4 separate regions of the Mus musculus genome follow, and all the other regions are linked to region 2. The links are chromatin contacts, called in public HiChIP or PLAC-seq and promoter capture Hi-C maps. All regions are on one chromosome and are shown on one strand. The core of a region is the stretch at or near the end of the contact, and the rest is flanking DNA. Distances in the headings are between cores, read along the strand shown. Region 1 holds the start of Pde4a (phosphodiesterase 4A, cAMP specific). Region 2 holds the start of Angptl6 (angiopoietin-like 6). Region 3 holds the start of Zfp266 (zinc finger protein 266). Region 4 holds the start of Slc44a2 (solute carrier family 44, member 2).

What was found. Promoter capture Hi-C pulls out the DNA fragments that hold promoters and counts their contacts. HiChIP or PLAC-seq counts read pairs in DNA pulled down with a chosen protein or histone mark.
Region 1: a contact with region 2 is called in an H3K27ac HiChIP or PLAC-seq map of microglia, with 6 times the contacts expected there. The contact joins the promoter of Pde4a here to the promoter of Angptl6 in region 2. A contact is called at or near these places in 7 of 39 promoter capture datasets (the C10 cell line, cranial neural crest, embryonic stem cells and 4 more), 1 of 15 datasets of contacts at CTCF or cohesin (the NIH/3T3 cell line), 4 of 484 Hi-C or Micro-C datasets (bone marrow-derived macrophages, embryonic stem cells and regulatory T cells), 8 of 115 datasets of contacts at active chromatin or transcription factors (bone marrow-derived macrophages, craniofacial prominence, embryonic limb bud and 4 more) and 3 of 9 other capture datasets (adipose tissue, liver and pancreatic islet).
Region 3: a promoter capture Hi-C map of second pharyngeal arch cranial neural crest shows a contact between it and region 2. The contact joins the promoter of Zfp266 here to the promoter of Angptl6 in region 2. A contact is called at or near these places in 2 of 39 promoter capture datasets (pre-B cells and second pharyngeal arch cranial neural crest) and 1 of 9 other capture datasets (embryonic stem cells).
Region 4: a promoter capture Hi-C map of pre-B cells shows a contact between it and region 2, with 4 times the contacts expected there. The contact joins the promoter of Slc44a2 here to the promoter of Angptl6 in region 2. A contact is called at or near these places in 3 of 39 promoter capture datasets (erythroid cells, liver and pre-B cells) and 2 of 9 other capture datasets (adipose tissue and liver).

The regions. Positions count from the first base shown.
Region 1 is chr9:21,164,437-21,167,136 of GRCm38.p6, reverse strand. It overlaps Pde4a (phosphodiesterase 4A, cAMP specific), which reads right to left and starts at 1,423. Exons shown (of 15, transcript NM_183408.3): 1 at 905-1,423. The coding sequence starts at 1,209. Gm36118 (a long non-coding RNA gene) reads left to right here and starts at 1,469. Exons shown (of 3, transcript XR_870565.1): 1 at 1,469-2,208.
Region 2 is chr9:20,878,332-20,881,031 of GRCm38.p6, reverse strand. Angptl6 (angiopoietin-like 6) reads left to right here and starts at 1,322. Exons shown (of 6, transcript NM_145154.2): 1 at 1,322-1,429; 2 at 2,429-2,700. The coding sequence starts at 2,438.
Region 3 is chr9:20,519,983-20,522,687 of GRCm38.p6, reverse strand. It overlaps Zfp266 (zinc finger protein 266), which reads left to right and starts at 1,269. Exons shown (of 9, transcript NM_001082485.1): 1 at 1,269-1,344; 2 at 1,569-1,668.
Region 4 is chr9:21,319,456-21,322,174 of GRCm38.p6, reverse strand. Slc44a2 (solute carrier family 44, member 2) reads right to left here and starts at 1,456. Exons shown (of 23, transcript NM_001359227.1): 1 at 1,324-1,456. The coding sequence starts at 1,354. Gm39302 (predicted gene, 39302) reads left to right here and starts at 1,061. Exons shown (of 2, transcript NR_166671.1): 1 at 1,061-1,585.

The DNA of each region.
Region 1 (2,700 bases), core at 174-2,673, 290 kb before region 2:
CAGTCACTATGCCACATTAACCATGGTCCCACAAGGACACAGTTACTCTGTCACCACCACAGACACTATGGCAGAGCCAGCCATCACTGTCATCATGTCACAACTGCACTCTGTGGAGTACAGATACAGCCATGCTGTTACAGCTCTGTGACAGACACCAACATAGTCACCCTGGGACAGTTACAGAAGCCCAGAAGCACAATGCCACTGTCACAATCACTGTCTTCATAGCAGAGTTAGGCAGAGCCCCAAGTACAGGCAGCCCCAGCCTGTCACACACAACTGAAGACCCCTCCCTGAGGCTACCATGGCAGGAATCCCAGCTACTCTACACACCTTCATCTGTCACTTCAGAAAGGTGGGAATTCTTCTTTGATGGGACCTCACATGCCCTTGGCACAGGTCCATGGGGCACCTTGGGGTGCCATGAAGCCCTAACTGCCTGGCTAGGGCTTGTTCCAAGTCATAATACAGCCTGGACTAACACCAGCTACTGTAGGGCTGCCCTGATCCAATTCTCCACCCACTAGCGTCTAGTGTGCTACCCCATGGGAAGTATCCAGCGTGGTTCTTCAGTCACCCCTTATCGAATGTTCCCTAGGACACCCCACAATTAGTCCAGCCTCAGTCAGTCTCTCCAAGAGGTACTCCCATTCCAGCAGCTGCTCTGTACCATTACTGGCTAAGCTTGTAGAGAGCCCTAAAACAGCATGGATCCCCCCGACCCTCAACTTTACCCTGGGTATCCCATAAGTTAAAGGGCTTCTGGTGCAGTGGCGCCCCCTCTCTCCACCCACGCGGGTCACGCTGGCCCCCCCATCCGCCCCACAGCGCCCCCTTTGGCCAGCATTGCGCGTGGCGCCCCTCGAGCGCTTGTGCGCTCCGCTCGCCGGGGGAGTCTCACCGCCTACTGCTGCCTCCGCCGGTACCGGTGCCGTGGAAGGACGAGGGCCAGGACATGCGGGTAGTCCGCAGGCCTGGCCGGTCGCCAGTGTCCACGGCGTCGGCGCGCTCTATGGGCCGGTGCGGCGAGCGCTCTGGCTCTGAGCGCTCGGCACTGTCCGAGTAGCCGCGCTGCTGGATGCGGATCGGGGTCCTCGGCTGCCGCCACAGGTGCTGGGGGGGCGGCTTCAGGGTGGCCTGGCCCTCTCGGGGCCCGGGAAGAGAGAGAGACAGGCTCCTCTCCGAGGGGGCGGCCGGAGGCTCCATGGCTCCCGCTCTGTCTTGTGGGGTGCCCGGGGGCAAAAACGTCCCCTGGCCTGTCCGAGCTCAGTGGCGCCACGGCCGAGGTGCTTGGGGACCCACGGGAGCTCCTGGCCTCAGTGGGGCCATGGCGCCCAAGGACGGAGAACGCGGACGGCGGCGGCGCCGGTGTCCTCCTGGCGCTTGGAGCCCGCTGCGCTCTCGGAACCCGGCGCCAGCCGCGACTCCCCGCCCCGGCCCGCCCCTCCCTGCCCCCCCACCCGCCCGCCCGCCTGGCGACTGTCACAGCGCCACCCCCTCCTCCTCCAAGGAGAGGAGGGTGGCGGTCCTCCACACCCACGCACAACCCATTCCCGCCGGGGAGGGGGCGCCAACGCGCGCCAATCTCCAAGAGCCCTTTGGAGCAGCAAACAACGCACAGGGACCGAAGAGTTAAAGGGTTAATGGCATCGGGACGAAGACATCCGACTGGTTGGCGGGGTGTCACTCAGCCGCATCCATCAAGGCTAGGGCGGAGTCAGGGGCTGTCGTATCCTCGTTTTTAGAACCCCTGTCACCCTTTATCCCAGGTCCCCTTTTGCGGGAGTGGTCCTCGTGCCACCAGGACGCGGTGTCTGCAAGCTAACAGTATTGCACGCAGGACCAATGACAGCGTGTGGCTCCTCCACCGCCTGGCGGGATGTGAGCGCACGTGGCCCCTTCCGAGGGTTGTCTATGTTTTCGATGACGCCTGGAAGTGTGTGCGCGCACGTGGTGACTGCTCCCGCTGCTGCTGTCGGGGGGGTGTAAGAAGGCGCGCGCACGTGTACGACCCGTCGGGAGGGCGGAGCGTCCCGTGGGGTCTGTTCCGGTGGCCCAGGACTGTGCACACCTTCCCACGCACTCCGGCGCTGTATTGTCATTATAATGGGAGGATGCTGGTGCGAGTTGTGCACGTGATTCTTCCTCAGTTGTCTGTGACTGAGGACGCATGTTGGTGTATGGTCGGCCTGGAGGCATCTGGAGGTATGGGAGTGTGTCCCTTTGGGTCCCCCTGTGACTAATATATAGGTATCGCTACCTCTTATCTTTCAGAATTTTTAAATTACATTATTTGTGTGTGTGTGTGTGTGTGTGTGTGTGTGTGTGTGTGTGTATGGGAACTCGAGTCTCCCACTTCATCATCCAAATGCTACATATCTCAACTACTGCAGCAAGATTTGGTCCAGCTGTGCACCCTCAGTCCTTGCGAATACCCATTAGATGCCGAGGATAGGAGAGGACAGAGGACATTCTGCAGAAGTCAGTTCTCTCCTAACGATTCCCTAGTGGGCCTTGGGAATCGAATTCAAATAGGCAAGCTTGGAGGCAAACGCCCTTACCCACTGAGAATCCCGCTGGCCCAATCGCCGCCCCCTCTTCTTTTAATTTTTAAAGACTTTAAGCTGTTCTTCGAAAGGTAAACTGAGGCAGGTGGGAGGGGTAGCTGGGATAGGAGAGCATTGGAGGGTGAAACCC
Region 2 (2,700 bases), core at 73-2,572:
CAAAGTGAGTTCCAGGACAGCCAGGGCTACACAGAGAAACCCTGTCTTGAAAAACCAAAGAAACAAAAAAGAAAGAAAGAAAAAAAAAGAAGCCAGGTCTGCTTTGGTATGCAAAACATGTGCATGCTCGCGTGTGTGTGTGCACACACACACACTGTCCCCTGTCCCAGGGTCTGAAGCCAAACAAAAAGGTCACTCCTCTGCTTCCTGCTTATGTGTAGCATGCAAGCTCTCAGCTACTGCTCCAGGATCATGTTTGTCTATCTGTCTGTCTGCTGCCATGCTCCCTGTCATAATGGTTATAGACTCACCCTCTGAAACTGTAACCAGGCCCCCAATTAAATGCTTTCTTGTATAAGTTGGTCATGGTGTCTCTTCACAGCAGAAGAACCATGACTAAGACAAGGATCTAAAGCAAAGAGCCTCGGACAGCTCCAAAACTTGCTGGGTAGCATATGGACAGAAACATCTTGTCTGACAAGAAAGCCAACATAGTAATGAGAGCATCTGCAGGCAGGAGCCAGGAGAAGACTAACGACTAATAAGTCAACATAAAACAACCCTCAGATAAAATCTTCCTCCGCAATGTTCCCTTTTGTGTCCTCTAACATTCCAAGCCCCCTGCCCCTCGTACAATCTCCATTTCTCTAGTAAAGGACTGCCTGCTCTGTTGAGCTGATGCTGGCTTTTATTTCCATGTTGCCTTCATCAGTTCCGATCTAACACCCACTCCCACTCCCTTTTAAGACAGGGGCTCACTGGCTGGCTTGGAACTCACAGAGCTCCAACTGCTGCTGCCTCCCAGGTACTGTGATTAAGTCTGTGCTACCACATCCTAAGGTTTTGTTTCTTCTGGCAATATTGGGTACCAAGGACTTTGTAAGTGTCCTACTACTGAGCTACACCCCCAGCCCCTCACTGGGGGATTCTAGGCAGGGGCTCACACCTCTACTGGCTGCTGGGGTTAAATGAGAAAGTTTTACCCCTTTAAGGGTGTCCCCAGCGCCAGGCATCAGGGTACTCACTGATACATCATCATTGTCATGGTTGTCTGAGTCTGGAGCCCACAAGTCTACCAGGGCCTAGGGCCTCCCATGCTCTGTGAGCCTGAGAGAAAGGAAGAGACTCGTAGGGCAGTGGCCTCTGTTATCATGCTCCGGAGGCCTGGGCAAGGGGATCTGGCTATTCTGCCCAGGGTTCTCACACTGGAAATACTAAATATTTACACTTGCTGTGCTCCCAGGCTCCATCCATGCTCTGGGGGATGGGTGGTTTCCAAGTCTTCTCTCGGCTTCTGTCTTTTCAGTCTCCTGCACCCAGATACTCACCCAGAAGGACTCCCGGTCCTTCGTCCTGGTCCTTCAGGCCTTCCTCAGATTTTGTGGAATTGCCGCAAACCTCACTGGAGCCAGCGTCTGGGCTGTGAGAGGTGAGAGTGGGTAGGAGTGGATGTAGGTAGATGCTGTTTGTAGAGTGCATCTGGTCTTGATTGTGTGTGTACGGGTGTGTATGTATGTTGTCTATGTATGTGCATGTATATGTATGTGCGTATGTATGTATGTGTATGTGTGTGTGTGTGTGTATACGTTGTGTGTGGGGGGGCACAGGGAGGCTCCCAGGTCTCTCATTTACTCCAAGCTTGCCAACGAAGGCGGCCACATGTGCCCAAGACTGCCCAGTGCTTGGGAGCTGACGCCTGATGAGCAGCCACTGTAGTTGATGTACCTTGCCTCTAGCTCAGAAGTTTCCACGGCTCTCTCACTTCCCTTCTATGCCACCCCACAGGCCTCTTTGCTATGTCTTCTTTTCAGCACATCTGAAATGAGATCCAATTCCAGGACCTTTGCACTTGTGGTTTCTTCTGAGCAGGTCCAAGTGTGTGCCCGAGTGCCTGGGAGTGGTGGCATAGGGCCCTGGGTGTGAATTCTGCAGGGCAGGAGTGGGGAGTCACGAATATTAACCTGGTATGGTGGCACACACAAGCCATCTAGGGATGAAGAGGCCCAGGCAGTAGCATCCTAACCTAGTTCGGTAACAGACTGGGCTACTAGTGACACCATGTCTCAAATTAGAAAAGAGGGGCCCAGCATGAGTGATGGATGTTCCATCCCCTGCACGCCCCGCCCCCCACGCAAAATGGAAGTTTTCTCTTTAAGTGGGGGCCACCGAAGGTTCTGAGGGGAGAGGTGACCAGGTCCAAGTGTCCGGAACCGAGGATGGAGAGGGATTTGGGGTGTAAAATGATTCTGGTTGTTGTATGAACTGTGGTAAACGGACAATCTGCGCTGCGAGCTGCAGCCCAGCTCTGTTGTGGAGTACAACCGTAGGAAGTGACGCCCAGGGATCAATACTTTAGCTCTCCTTGGCTACCTTGGAGCTTTGGGACCCGTCTAGGCTAAAACAGTAGTCTCTTTCCTCTTCACTGCAGGTGACGGCCATGGGGACCGCCAGGCTACGCAAGCTGCAACTGCTGCTTCTGCTGGGCGCTTGGAGGGCGCTCGGAGGTGCCGCGCGTTGCCGCGTCACCCTAGTTTTGTCCCCGCAGAAGGCAACTAGCGCCGTCTGCAGGAGCTCAGAAGCCACCCAAGACAGCGAACTGGCCACGCTGCGCATGCGCCTGGGTCGCCACGAGGAGCTGCTGCGCGCGCTGCAAAGGCGTGCGGCGGAGGGTGGTGCGCTCGCGGACGAGGTGCGCGCACT
Region 3 (2,705 bases), core at 20-2,519, 360 kb after region 2:
TTTGGAAGAGCAACAAAGGTTCTTAACCACTGAGCAATCTCTCCAGACCAACTTCTCCATTTCTTTAAAACATCTTTTGATCTCCCATTCATGGTCCCCTTTCTAGGTTCATGTCTTATATTCACAGTCACAGCCATATGAGACACACACACACACACACACACACACACACACACACACACACACAAAGCTAGTATCCATATAGGATCCATGTGAAACTATGAAGTAGTTTATAACTCTTTCTGGCCTTGAACTCACAGAGATCCACTTGTGTTTGCCTCCTGAGGGCTGTTAAAGGTGCATATCACTATGCCTGACCTAGTTTTACTCTGAATTATTCCAAAAATAGAAAACACCCAAGCTGTTAAACTGTCTCTAAAAATTAAGTCGTTTGGGCCAAAAAGCTGGCTCAGTGGGTGAAAGAGAAGCTGACTTCCATTGCTGAAACCCATGGTGATAACGGACGCCTGAAAGTTGTCCCCTGACCTCCATACATTGCCATGTACATGCCTGCTTACTCTGTTAAACCATGCACACACATACACACACCCCATTATCACGAAAAATCAGGAAAAGATGTTAGGAACTAAGCATTTTGGATACAGGGTTTCATGTATCCCAGACAGACTGGCCTTGAATTTACTATGTAGCCAAGGATGGCCTTGAACTTTGTCTTCTTCTCCCAAGCACCACTAGTACCATCTACGGTACTGGCGATGGATCCCAGGGCTTCGTGATGCTAGTCCGGGCTCTACTAACAGCCCTGGGTGGTGAAAACGTGATGGAATCAAGGACTGAGGTGTTAGCAGAGTCCAGAGACACACAAAGACAGGTCGACATAAAGGTGTCTGGAGACAGCACTAACTGAATGGACCAAACGGATCATTTTTCCTGGGTTGGCAGATTGTGCAACATGGCTAAGGGCATCGCGAGCGTGAGGGAGAGGCGGGAGAGAAAAGCTTTTGTCAGCAGCATCTCCACCGGGGCGTCCCCACACCCATCCTCGCCCCACCGGTCCGCCATCAACCGAGGCGCACCCCGGCCTGGTCCCGCCTCTCGCCCCGCCCCCGCACTGCTCCCCCTTCAAGGTCTCGCTTCTGATCTCGACCTCTCGGCTCTTTTCCTGTCTCAACGCCCCTTATGAACCCACCCGAAAAAGGGTGCAACTGTCGGGACGCTGGAACAAACAAGTTTTTCTCTCCAGCTTGGAGAGCTCCAACGTGGCTGAGAACTCCGAGCCGGAAATGGAAGTGACGTCACGGCCAGCCCCCCCTTTTCTCCGAGCTCTGAGTCCTTCTCGGCGTTTGTCCGAGGGCTCTCCACGCAGCGCTCGGTGAGGATTCGGTGAGGAGCTGCGGGGGCGGCGCGGGGAGGGCGAGGACTCGGTAGGCCTGTGCGGGGAGGCGGGCCGAGCTCTGCTCGCGGGGTCCCGCGGCTTCCCGGGCTCTGCAGCCTTCCCGGGTGCCGCGGCCCGAGTGCGCATCCCGACTCAGCCCTGAGCTGTTTGCACCCACCTTTCTTCTAAAGCCGGTGTAAAGTAACCTTCGTGGAATTATTTTCCTCCCCAGAAAGAATAGACTTTTCGCCATTGGTATCACATTGAGACGCTGCATTTTCCATTCTTGGACCGGGCGATTCTGTTTGGGGGAGCCGAGCTTTGGCTGAAAGGTGGGTGAGGGCAGCCTTTTCCTCTTGTTTTTCTTTTTGTGTGTGTATGGAAAGGAATGCTTTATCCGATTATTTCGCTTTCGTGGGACCTATGTTTACCTGAGACACATTGCATTCTGATTTTTTTAAAAAGGCAACTTCGTTGTAGACTTTCGCAGAGTGCATTTATCTGTATATAAATATAAACGTACAAAGACCCGGGTCTTTGTGTTGAAGAAAAGTAAGGATAACAAGTTACTCTTGATTTGATGCTGGGGCCGCAACTCAGAGCCTCATGATGCTAAGCACTCTCCTGCTGAGCTACACCCTAGCCCAAATAGTTAGCTATTGTCTGAATGTTGTAGGCCTGTGCCTCCTTGCAGACTTTAAAAAATGGAGGCTTTGTTAGGTTAGTACTGATTAAACTGGTTGGTTTTTCAAGGAAAATTAAAATACAGTTTATGTTGAACTATTTGAGAATAGGTTGGGAATTTCAGGCATGATTTTTTTACATAACGGGGTAATACATTTTCTAAAAAAAAAAAAAAAGAAGATACTGACCCAGTAAGACCGTAAATACTGATCTTTCAGCCAAGATAATAAAAAATTAATATTATCTAATATCTTCTTTGTGTGAAATCAGAATTCTTCATTGTTATAAGTTTTTGGGTGTTTTTGCATCTAAGATCTTTTCAAAGTTTCTTTGTTTTTCTAATAGTGGGAATTGAATCTAGGGCTTTGTGCATGTTTAGTAAGCTCTCTTACTGAGCTATAAACCAAGACCTCTTTAAGGCATTTTTGCTGTTATTTAATCTATTTTAAGTTGTTATCTGTTTATGTGTGGGGTGTGGGTTTCTGCCTTGAGTGCAGTGCCCCTGGATGTCACAAAGGGCCTTGGCTCCCTACAGCTGCGTTACAGGAGGTTGTGAGCCACCTGGTGCGGTGCCGGTGTGGTGCTGGGAACCAGATCTCTGGTTCTGGAAGAGCCGTATGTACTTTTAACTAAGTCTTCAACCCCCATTTTAAGGTTCTTATATTGAAATTTTCAGATACCTTTT
Region 4 (2,719 bases), core at 207-2,706, 440 kb before region 2:
GACAAATTGAAGCCAGGTAAAATAATATCCACGCTCATTCTGCCCCACTTTTATTTCAAACAGACCTCGAGAAGACCAAAGATTCTCTCAGGTGTGATACCCAAGCATACTCAGGCTCCCAGACCAAGAATCCCACACCAGAGACAGCCAGAAGCACTCAATAGTTGCACAGCAACCCAAGAGCCTGGGGCTTCAGACCTTCTAGTGGTCTGGGGGCTGGCAACTTCAAGCTGGGAGAGCCCTGAAAGGCTAGGTCTTGCTACCTTCCTTTAGGCCAGGAAGGGTGTGTCACAGCCTCTGGGACCTGTCTATTCTTTTTTTTTCCTCCCCCTGGACCGCACAGACCCAGGAAAGAGGAGGAAGGCAGAGAGCCTACTTGCTTTTCTAGTTATTTTTGAACCATTTCCGGCCCCCTCCCCAAGACTCTAGAGTCTAGCAGTTTCCAGGAAGTTCCAGTCACACAAAGTGGTATATCAGGGGGAGGGATAGAGCCCCTCTGCCAGAGTCTCAGCTATGCCTCTTAAGGCTTGTGGCCGATTTAGGCCCAAGGAACCTAAAATAGATAAGAGGAAGGAGGCTCAGAGTTCAACACCCAGTCCGTGGGAACCCGGAGTCGGGTAGGGTGAGAAATCCGCATCTTGGCCCCACCCCCAGCTCCAAGTGGCTAAGGCCACCTCAGGCCTTACTGAGGTCCGGGTCTCCTGGAACCCTTAAAATTACAGGCACCTGCAACAATCAGCACAGGCAGGGAAAGTTTCTGCATTGCTCCCCGCCTGCCCGCCTCGTCTCTGACCTTCCCTGTCGCATTAGGCACCTAATTCCAGTTATACGGGACTCTTCAGCCTTGCCTCAGTTTCCCCATCTAGTACTAAGCTTGGAGTCGCTATTCTGGATGTAAATGGCGAAGATGTGGAGGACACTTGGGTCTTAAGGAGACGGGACATGTGGCGAGGTCGGGCCCCATTCTTGCCCACACCCCAAGCTAAGATCGCCTCGCATCCCCTCCCCCGCCCATCACCTAATTCTCCCAGATAACGGGACCTCCAGGCGAGGAGCATGCGCCATAAGTCCCGGCTCATCGCTCAGGAAGGGAGTAAGCTTGAAGATCCCCGAAAAGAGACACGGGGGACAACCTGGGCTAGGGCCAAGAGCTCCGGCTGAGCCAGCGCGGGATGCAGAGGCCTGAGGACGCGGACAGAAGGGCCTTCGTACTGCCTGCAGCCACGAGTGTTTTGTTTTAAGGCTCTCAGATGTTGCCCTTCCTCAAAACCCCCTCCTTCCCAAGTCAGCACAGGCGACCTACAGGCCGGAGGCTACTCCTACCATAGACTGCGTCCTTCCGATCGTCCTCCATGGCCTCAACCGAGGAGAGCTGAGTCCGAAGCCAGCGCGACCCCAACCCAAGCGGGCGGGAGACACCGCGCGCTGCTGGCCCCGCCCTGCCCCGCCTGACACCGCCCCCAGCGCGCACGCCCAAGACAGCCCCGCCCCTTAGGGGCGTGCCCAGGGAGGGGCGTTGGGGGGCAGCCACCTTCTGGTTTCCAGTCCGCTCTCTCTGTGGACAATTAGTGTGTTGCATCTGCTGGTCAGTCATTCTTTTTGTTGTTGTTGTTTTGGGTTTTGTGGGTTTGTTTTTGTTTTGTTTTTAGACAGGGTTTCTCTGTGCAGCCCTGGATGTACCGGAACTCTGTAACACGGCTGGCCTGGAACTCAAGAGATCTGTCTGCCTCAAATACTGGGATTAAAGGTGTGCTCAACCACCGCTCAGCAAGTCATTCTTTGTCCAGGTACTGAGCGCTGACTGAGCTAGGGATGCAGAAAAAGTTGTCATGTGCTCATTCATCCTATTGGTAAGATTTTGAGAGTTTGAACACAAGTCAGAAAGGAATAAAAGAGAAGGAGTGGCATGTCCCTGGGCCTCTGGGTAGGAGGTTTACGACTTTAATCTTCCAATCCCAGCACTGGGGAGGCAGAAGCTGCAGGATCTCCTTTATTATTATTATTATTATTATTATTATTATTATTATTATTTTGAGACTGAGCCTCCCTGGGGTCCTAGCTATCCTGAAAGTTGCTATGTAGACCAGACTAAGAGAGATACCCATGCCTCTATCTCTGAGTGTGGGGTTTAAAGGTGTATGCCACCATGTCCAACCTTAAAAGGTAGTTTTGAAAAACACCTATCATTCCAGCACTTGGGAGATGAAGAAGGAGGCACAGTAGTTCCAGGCTAGCCTTAGCTACACAGGAGTTTGAGGACAGCCTGGGGTACGTGAGACCCAGTCTCAATAAACAAAAATTTTCTTTGATCAGTGGAAGGTTTGAAATGTTGACAGACATGATCTAAAATAAGTTCTAGAATAACAATGATTAGGGCTGGAGCGATGTCTCAGAGGTTAAGAGCACTGCCTGCTCTCTTCCAGATCCTGTCTTTCAGAGGACCTGAGTTCAATTCCCAGCAGCCACATGGTGGTTCACAACAATATATAATGAGATCTGGTGCCCTCTTCTGGCATGCAGGCATATATGCAAGCAGAACACTATTATATACAATAAAGAAATAAATCTTGAGAAAATAAAGAATGGTTAACCTAAGCCAGGCGTGGTGGGGCACGCCTTTGATCCCAGCACTTGGGAGGCAAAGGCAGGCAGATTTCTGAGTTCGAGGCCAGCCTGGTCTACAAAATGAGTTCCAAGACAGCCAGGGCTATACAGAGAA